2 separate regions of the Cricetulus griseus genome follow, and region 1 is linked to region 2. Evidence: chromatin contacts called from public Hi-C data. All regions are on one chromosome and are shown on one strand. Each heading gives the region's core, a stretch centred on a gene start, on an enhancer-like site or on the middle of the called end of the contact. The rest is flanking DNA. Distances are from core to core; before and after follow the strand shown. Region 1 has its middle 61 kb from the start of Ier5. Region 2 overlaps Kiaa1614.

Region 1 (4,032 bases), core at 368-2,867, 180 kb before region 2:
CTTCTCTGGATGCTCCCCTGCCTCTCCTCTGCCCTAACTTGCTCCGATAAGATCATTCTGCCTCCCTTGGCAAAAAAAATAAAAAAAAATTAAAAAATTCCAGACAAAGTAAGTGTGTCTGTTCTGGTCCACTCACTGGGAATGGAAAAGTCCATCCCAGGATTCTGGAACCATGATACGGTAGGCTACCAGCCATGTAAGGTCTTTGCCTGTAGAAACCATATGGGTACTGAGGACCCCGAGCCAAGTGCTAATGAAGAGAAAAGCCAGAGAGATGGAGGTGGGGACTGAAAGAACAGGGAATTGGGACAGCTGCTTCAGCAAGAGGACATCATGAACTGTGAGAGTTCATCAGTCCTGACCATGTAGCCTACATGTGCTGGACACACTTGTCATCTTTGCCAAGCCCGTTAAGTTTACCTTGGCTGCCTGGCACCTATCCTCTAAGGAAACAGGCAAACAACTTCCTATATTTGAGGTTTCGGTGAGTGATGCTGGCCAAGTTTCAGTCGGAACCAGAAAAGACAACCACATAGGGGCTGGAGGGCCTGATAGCAGCAGCCAGAGATCTCAGAGCACCTGCCAATGGGGCAGACTATCAGAGTCCTGCCGCAAAGAGATAAGGGACGTTCTGATCCAGCCCTGAGAAGAGCAGGCTTTCTTTATATAGCAGCGGGAGTAGGCTGCAAGGGAATGTCCTGGCTGAAGGCCTCTCTCTAGCCTAGCAGAGAGGGGAGTGGGTGGGAGGAAGGAGCAAGCTTTATAAATAGCCCTGTGTGCACTGATCTGCTTGGTGGCCTCATCTCTGCAAACCTTGAGACCTGGAGGAGGACAGGGACATTCACAGATGCTCTCTTTGCTCTTTGTATGTCTGGAGTTTTCTAGAATGAGTTTGAATGCTTAGTGGATATGACTAGAGTGATTAAAAGCATAAAGGGAATTCCTTTGTTTGGGGATTTCTGTGACCATCTTCACCCTGCTCACGGGTCCCCAGTGTGCTAGGCTTGGCCTCCCCTGGATGCTTGTACTTGTCTAAACTGCAGGATCTGAGTCATCACCCCAGATTTCACCCTGGGGTTTCTACATTCTCCCTGTATTCCCTTCCCCCACCAATTCAAATGCCACTGTTCTTGGCTTTATGGTTTTTAGATAAAACATCTATGCCCTTCATCCCTGTGAGGTACAGATAGGTCCATCCTGCCTGGTTCTTTTTCAAGACAGAGTCTCATTGTGTAGCCCTGGCTGGGCTGAAACTCATCTCTGCCTGCCATGTTGAGATTAAAGGAATACACCAATGCCTCTCTGGTCCCGAATGCTCCAGAGACAAGATTAAGATTAAGGCAGTAAGTACAAAGTACCTGGCACACTAGAGATGCCCATCTGACTATCGTCCACGCTCAGCCCCCATCCAGGTGACCACAGCTACCAATCACAGCCAAGATGACTTTCCCTGCTGCCAAAATTACTGCCTCCCAAGAGGCATGAAGTTCTGCCAGTCCAGCTCTGGTGTTGATGTAAATCAGAGTTCCAGAGATGCCTTGAGAGGTGACAGGTTCCTTGGAGTTAGTACCCTGAGCAGTGTTCCTTATAAGGCTGTGGTTCTCATTCAGGGATGTGAGTCACTTTGGGGTTGCTAGATAAACGCAACCAAAGGATAAACACGCTGTTACAACCTCATGTAGGCTAAGTTCAGCTCATAACTACAGGGCAATTTTTAGGAGGCAAAATAGAAAGCAATATCCGTGGTGTGTGTGTGTGTGTGTGTGTGTGTGTGTGTGTGTGTGTGTGTGTGTGTGTGTGTGTGCTGGTTTTTTTGGTAAATGCTATTTGCAAAAATGGCACTGTGCTAAGAGTCAAAACTGGGAAATCAAAGGGGAAAAAACGAGCAAAGATGAGAGTCTCTGCTCTGAAAGAGATTACAGTCTACTTAAGGAAGTGAAATGCCTATAGCATAGCAGAAAGCTCACACGACAAAACAAAATATGATCTATACAGGGTGAAGGCACAGCATGTGGAAGGGAAAGGGAGATCCTGCTGGGATGCAGAGCTCAGAGCAGCCTCAGGGGGAAGTGGGCACCAGGCCTTGGACTATCATGATGCAACCAGGACATAGTAGAAGAGAAAGGGTCTCAGGTGTCATGTCTGGGTGGCCCAGTGGCTTTTAGGTCTGTGGCAAAGCAGAAACATATGGTAAAAGGACTGGGCAAAGAAAATGTTTTTACCTTCTGTGGATAGGAAAAAAGGACAGACAGGAAGGAACCAGGGGCAAGATATACTCTTCAAAGATGTCTCCATCATACCCTATGATAACACTTCTTCCAACCAAGCCCCACATCCTAATAACCCAGTGCATTGTCCCATTGATGGTACAATCACTTCTCAGTTGCATTGCCAGCTGGGTACCAACAACTCTTTTGGTGGGACACTTCATGTCTGAATCAAGTACCAATTTGATTCTAAGCACAAATAAATTCCCTTCCCAGTCTCTCCAGGAAAGAACTGTGTGTGGTTAGTTTTCAAATGAACAGTAAAATTCATAGCTTACATAGATCCCTCCCTTCCCATGCACAGGCACATTCTAAAACTAAACAAAAAAACCAAACAAACAAACAAAAAAAAAACTGGGAATTATCCCACTACTGAGAATGTCCAGTTGCTGAAGATGGATGAGCTCACTTGTGGCCACTTTTGAAGTAGATAACAGTGTTTGAGCCCAGGCTGCTCTTTTGCAGCCGTCTAGATTGTTACTGCCTCTCTTGCTGGAAGATGGGTCCATCAGTTCATTCCCCACTCAATAGGTATTTGCTGCATGCTTTCTATATGCCAAGAACCTTGCTAGGATGGTTGCTCTGGAAACTAAGAAGCTAGAGGTCCTTCTTGGTAAATTGTATCCCAAGTCAGCCATTTGCCCAGACCCAATACCTACCCATCCTTGACTCCTCCCCATCTCTCAACCTCTTTATTCAATAATCAACCACCATGACCTGATCCTGCACCCTTATAATGCATTTGAAATCCTTGGACTTCTTCCAACCCATCTCCTTTTCCTTAGCCTAAGCCTCCACATTCTCTGTCAGCAACCACCACCTAATAGTTTTTCCTGCTTCCAGACTTGTTCTCATCTATTTTAATTGTCAAACCACAGTGTGCGGCAAGGAATCCAGGCTCACTTAAAGAGATGTCTGACTTTATAGGACTCCTGGGAAGAAATCTCTAAACTCTGGAATATAATGTAGCTTTCTCATTGCTTACTGTTGGTTTGTTTTGATTGTTTTTGTTTTTGTTGCTTTTTACTCTTTGGCTCTTTGCTCTTTGGGGGCCTGCTACCAGCTCCCAAATAAATACATGGAGTCTTATTCTTACTTATGAATGCCTGGCCTTAGCTTGGCTTGTTTCTAGCGAGCTTGTCTTAAGTTATCCCATCTATCTTTTGCCTCTGGGCTTTTATCTTTCTCTATTCCACATACCTTTCTTTACTTCTTATTGTGTGGCTTGTTGTGGAGCTAGGTGACTGGCCCCTGGTGTCCTCTCTCCTTCTTTTCTCACTCTTTCTCTTCCCAGATTTCTCCTCCTATTTATTTTCTCTGCCTGCCAGCCCCGCTTATCCTTTCTCTGCCTTACTACTGGCTGGCCGTTCAGCTCTTTATTAGACCAATCAGTGTTTAGACAAGCAAAGTAACACAGCTTCACAGAGTTAAACAAATGCAACATAAAAGAATGCAACAAAAAAATAAAAAATAAAAGAATGCAACACATCTTTTGCATCATTAAACAAATATTCTGCTGGGCATTGGTGTTGCATGCCTTTAGTCCCAGCAGTTGGGAGGCAGAGGCAGGTGGATCTCTGTGAGTTCGAGGTCAGCCTGGTCTACAGAGTGAGTTCCAGGGCAATTCACAGAAGGGAAGTTTACAGACAAGGGTATAGTCCATCATGCCAAAGGAGTGAAGATAGCAGGAGCAGGAACATTAGACAAAATGGGCACACTGCATCCATAGTCAGGAAGCACAGACAGATGAATGCTAGTGCTCAGC
Region 2 (3,751 bases), core at 634-3,133:
GAGTACCAGTGCATCTGGGTCACCGGGGAACAGGTCTCTGTCTCAAGACACGAACCGACAAGCTCTCCACATGCGCCAGGAGCTCCTTGATGTGAGCCAAACCCAGCCCTGAAACCTTGGCGCCGTTCAGCTCCAGGATCTCATCCCCCACCCCAAGCAGCCCCGAGTACAGCTTGGCAGTATCCAGGTCAGCCATGGCCTGCACGTAGAGCCCTGCAAAGGAGAAGAGGAGCGGGGATGAGGAATCATCCAGGACACCGTGACTCACACCCCTCACAAACTGGCTTCAGAGAAGCATGTCATGTGTTCCTCCTCCCCACCTCCCGATGCATTCTCTGTAGCCGCTTTTAGAACAGGAAACTCCATGTAAATGATGCTTGGAGACATTATTCATCTACAGTTTAATAAGAATAAACTAGCCTACCCTTTTCTGATAGCAGCTTTTAGCAGAGAGAGGAAGTCATTTTAAAAAGGAAGACCAATGCCTGCTCTATGTCCTACCTATGTTGCTCAGGACTCAAATAGATATAGTCGACGGCTCAAAGGACCCAGGCTCAGCCCAAAGGCCAGGGTGGGGGACAGAGAAGTGGCTGAGGCCAAATCTGCTTCACAGTACTCCAGGACTTATCCTGGCCTCAGCCTCACTCATACTGTCCCTCACTTGGGATTTGGGAGCATCGAGGCCAAAGTCCAGGAAAAATAAACATTCTGCCCACATTTATGGCTTGCTTGTCCCTTTTTCTTGTACCTTTCCATCTCTGCCACCCCAAGAGGCTCAGCCTAGCCAGCATGATCATTCCTTGGGTTGTGAAATGTACAGATCAAGCCTCTGTCAGGGGACTTGTGGCTGGCTCTCAGGAAACCCATGTTGTCGGAGAGGCTATGGATGCTTGGGCTGACTCCAGCCACTGCTGCCACAGCACAGAGGTGTCCAGCTGAGAGCCTGATACCTCTCAAGTTCTCTGCCAGACAGGGTACATGGGTAGGTTCCCCTGGAGAAAGCTGGAGCCTACTACCATGTTCTGCTGTGTGAGCATAGCCAGCCTGCTGGAGGACAGTGGGGGACAGCCTTAGTGGGTGACTTTCCTGCATCTGACAATAGTGGGATTTGGCGACAGCAGGGCACAGTCTTGACCTTCCCCAGCTGAGAAACACAGCAAGTACCCACATGATAGGTTCTCCATGGCCTTTAGTCAAGGGCTCAGCACAGACTGGGCAAGATGTCTGTTCTGGTGCTTCCATCTCTATCTTGAAGCATCATAGACTGTGCAAAGTGGTACCTTGGCCCATGGACCAGGAGGAGCCCCTTCATTACAGCCTCTGGGCCCCAGAGAACCCAGGCTCTGAATATGAACTCTACAACTCCTTCACCAAGGCACCTAAAAGTTTGCAGCCATTTGGCCAGTCTGAGCTGCATACACATGTCCTCTCTGTCTGGGGCGTGGATAACCCTTTCTGTGCTTCTTGGCCAAGATAAGTCTTTCCAGTCTCGAAATGATCAAGTATGCATCATCCTTTAGCAGAAGGCTTTTCCACTGGGGCCCTGCCCTATCTTTGCTCTCCTTTCTCTGATGCTTGTATAGCTTACCTGCTGGGTGTACACACTGTCAGCATGGAGTGAGGAAGCCACCCCCACCTCCCCACATGAACCCACAGAAGTGTTTGGTGTGCTGGAGGAGAGGCAGGTGGGGAGGGATGACAAAACCCAAAAGAATGTAGCCAAGCCAGACCAGACACTGACGTCACTCCAGCCCTTTTGGGGAGATTTGGGTAGGCTTCCCAGCTGAAATCGTGACTGCAAGGCAGCTCTGGCATTTATGGTCTGCTGGAGACAGCCTTTGTTGAGGATGCTAGATGCCTGTGGTGTAGCCAGTTAGAAGCAGAAGGCAGGGCCTGCTGTTTTCGTGGGTGTGGTGTCAGATGGGACACATGCTGGCACCCTGACTGATGCTTAGCAAGGAGCCAGAGAAGCCCCGGGCCATGGCTCCTCTGAGGTTCAGGGGAAGTGTCCCTAAGCAGTTAGAGGAAGGCCTGTGGTGGAAACAGCCTCAGCCATCACACTGTCTAGTGTGAGATCCCTGGGTGACATCTGGTGGCTAAATACAGCCACAAGAGCTAAGGGACACGGAGACAGCCTGGATGACACTGTTTCCCCAAATGTCAGTTGTTCCCTGTGTGCACTGACATGTGACTCTTCCTAGGCCCAAACTGGTTCTCTTTCTCTCTCTCTCTCTCTCTCTCTCTCTCTCTCTCTCTCTCTCTCTCTCTCTCTCTCTCTGTCCCTAAGAAGTTCAGGTCACACTAACTGCAAACCAGCCAACCAGCCAGATTAAAGCCACCTGTTATTTTGTCTGCTCCTGGACTATGGAAATCAGTGTAGTGCCTGTCCTTGTCCCACTGTGTAATCTCAACATAGCTGGTATCACCCCTCGGCTCTAAACTCTCTCCCAGTAGATGGCTCCTGTCCTACTCAGTGTGAAACCCCAAGTCCCTCAGGACAGCACAGCCTGACCTCCTCATTTCCCTACAGACAAACATCATGGCCCTTTAGGATTTTTGTCCTTGAAACTCATCTCCCAACCCCAGGTGGCTCCTCCCTTCTTTGCCCCATCTCCACTCATGTCTTCGAGAGTGGGTCTGCATGGCACCTGCCATACCTGCTTTATTTACATTTGCTTCCTGGTGCTTTTCACTATGGCACATCTATAATACAAAATATCTGAAGTAAAGTTGTAGGGCTGGCCCAGCACCCTAGCTCGTGAGGTCAGAGGTCTGTGTGCTCTGTGGGTGCTGTAACCCCACAGTACATAGGAGTAGGCACCTGGAAGATGCTGAGTGATGAACAAGTCCGGGACGAGGACACATGCTCATGTCCCCATGTCCTCTCTCATGTCCTCTTTCATGTCATGAAAAAAACCACAGCAGGAGGGCTTTCTCCGTTAAACAGCCTTGACCTTGGAGACTCAAGAGTGGGACCACCCCTCCTCTTCGGGGCCCAGGAGCACGGCCCAGGCTTGCCTTTCCAAAGTCACCCCTCCCTCTCTTCCTCTGCCTGCTCTCCCTCAGCATACCTCCCAATCTTTCCCACTCAGCATAGCCTGTGCAAAGCTTTCAAGGTCTCTTGTACTCCAATGCATTCTGGACCATAAGCTTTGGCCTGGACAAGTCAGGTCGCCACAAAGGACCCATAGATGTAGAGGGACCAAGAACTGGTCAGAATTCAGTGACCGTGGGATTGAATTAGGACACAACAGGCAACCCGACCAGGCCCCTGGAGCCAGAATCCATCTGAACAAAGCCCTCAGGAGCTGGTGAGGGGGGTGTGGACAGGATTGCAGACAGGCAGGCCCACTCCACATGCCCAGACACACCAGCATCTGGAGGACGGGACTGTGGAAATACATCAACCACATCAAAGGAATAGCCGAGAACTGGCAAGCACAGACAGTTTTCCTTTGCCTCTCTGAAAAAGCCTTGAGGACTCTGATTTCAAGATGTCACAGGGCAGCAGGGGGGCAGTGCAGTCAAGTCTGCCGGTTCAACCCCTACAGCAGCAGGGGCTCCTGAGATCCAATGCCCAGTAAGAGCTTCTGGAGGGAAGAAGGAAGCTTTTCTCCATTGCTCAGCCAAAGCCCTGAAGGAACCTGACCACACCTCAGGGACTCTGCTGAGGATTCCAAGGGCATACCTGAGTCTCGACGGCCATTGCCGTAGGCCACACAGAAACCAAAAGTTCCCTCTGGGGGTCGTT

Evidence for each region. A called contact is a pair of places that touch in the nucleus more often than the background predicts.
Region 1: a Hi-C map of the CHO-K1 cell line shows a contact between it and region 2, with 5 times the contacts expected there. The contact joins two enhancer-like sites. A contact is called at or near these places in 3 of 8 Hi-C or Micro-C datasets (the CHO-K1 cell line and fibroblasts).

The regions. Positions count from the first base shown.
Region 1 is chr5:36,716,321-36,720,352 of CriGri-PICRH-1.0, reverse strand. No RefSeq gene overlaps it. Among named protein-coding and RNA genes, the nearest start is that of Ier5, 61 kb to the right of the region's middle. Within about 2 kb of position 1,617, at least 2 of the 6 cell types and tissues checked have open chromatin away from gene starts, as enhancers often do. A contact at or near this core is called in the CHO-K1 cell line and fibroblasts, where this site is marked.
Region 2 is chr5:36,534,798-36,538,548 of CriGri-PICRH-1.0, reverse strand. Kiaa1614 reads right to left here. Exons shown (of 10, transcript XM_027417344.2): 9 at 3,689-3,751; 10 at 1-213. The coding sequence ends at 20. Among named protein-coding and RNA genes, the nearest start is that of Kiaa1614, 29 kb to the right of the region's middle. Within about 2 kb of position 1,883, at least 2 of the 6 cell types and tissues checked have open chromatin away from gene starts, as enhancers often do. A contact at or near this core is called in the CHO-K1 cell line and fibroblasts, where this site is marked.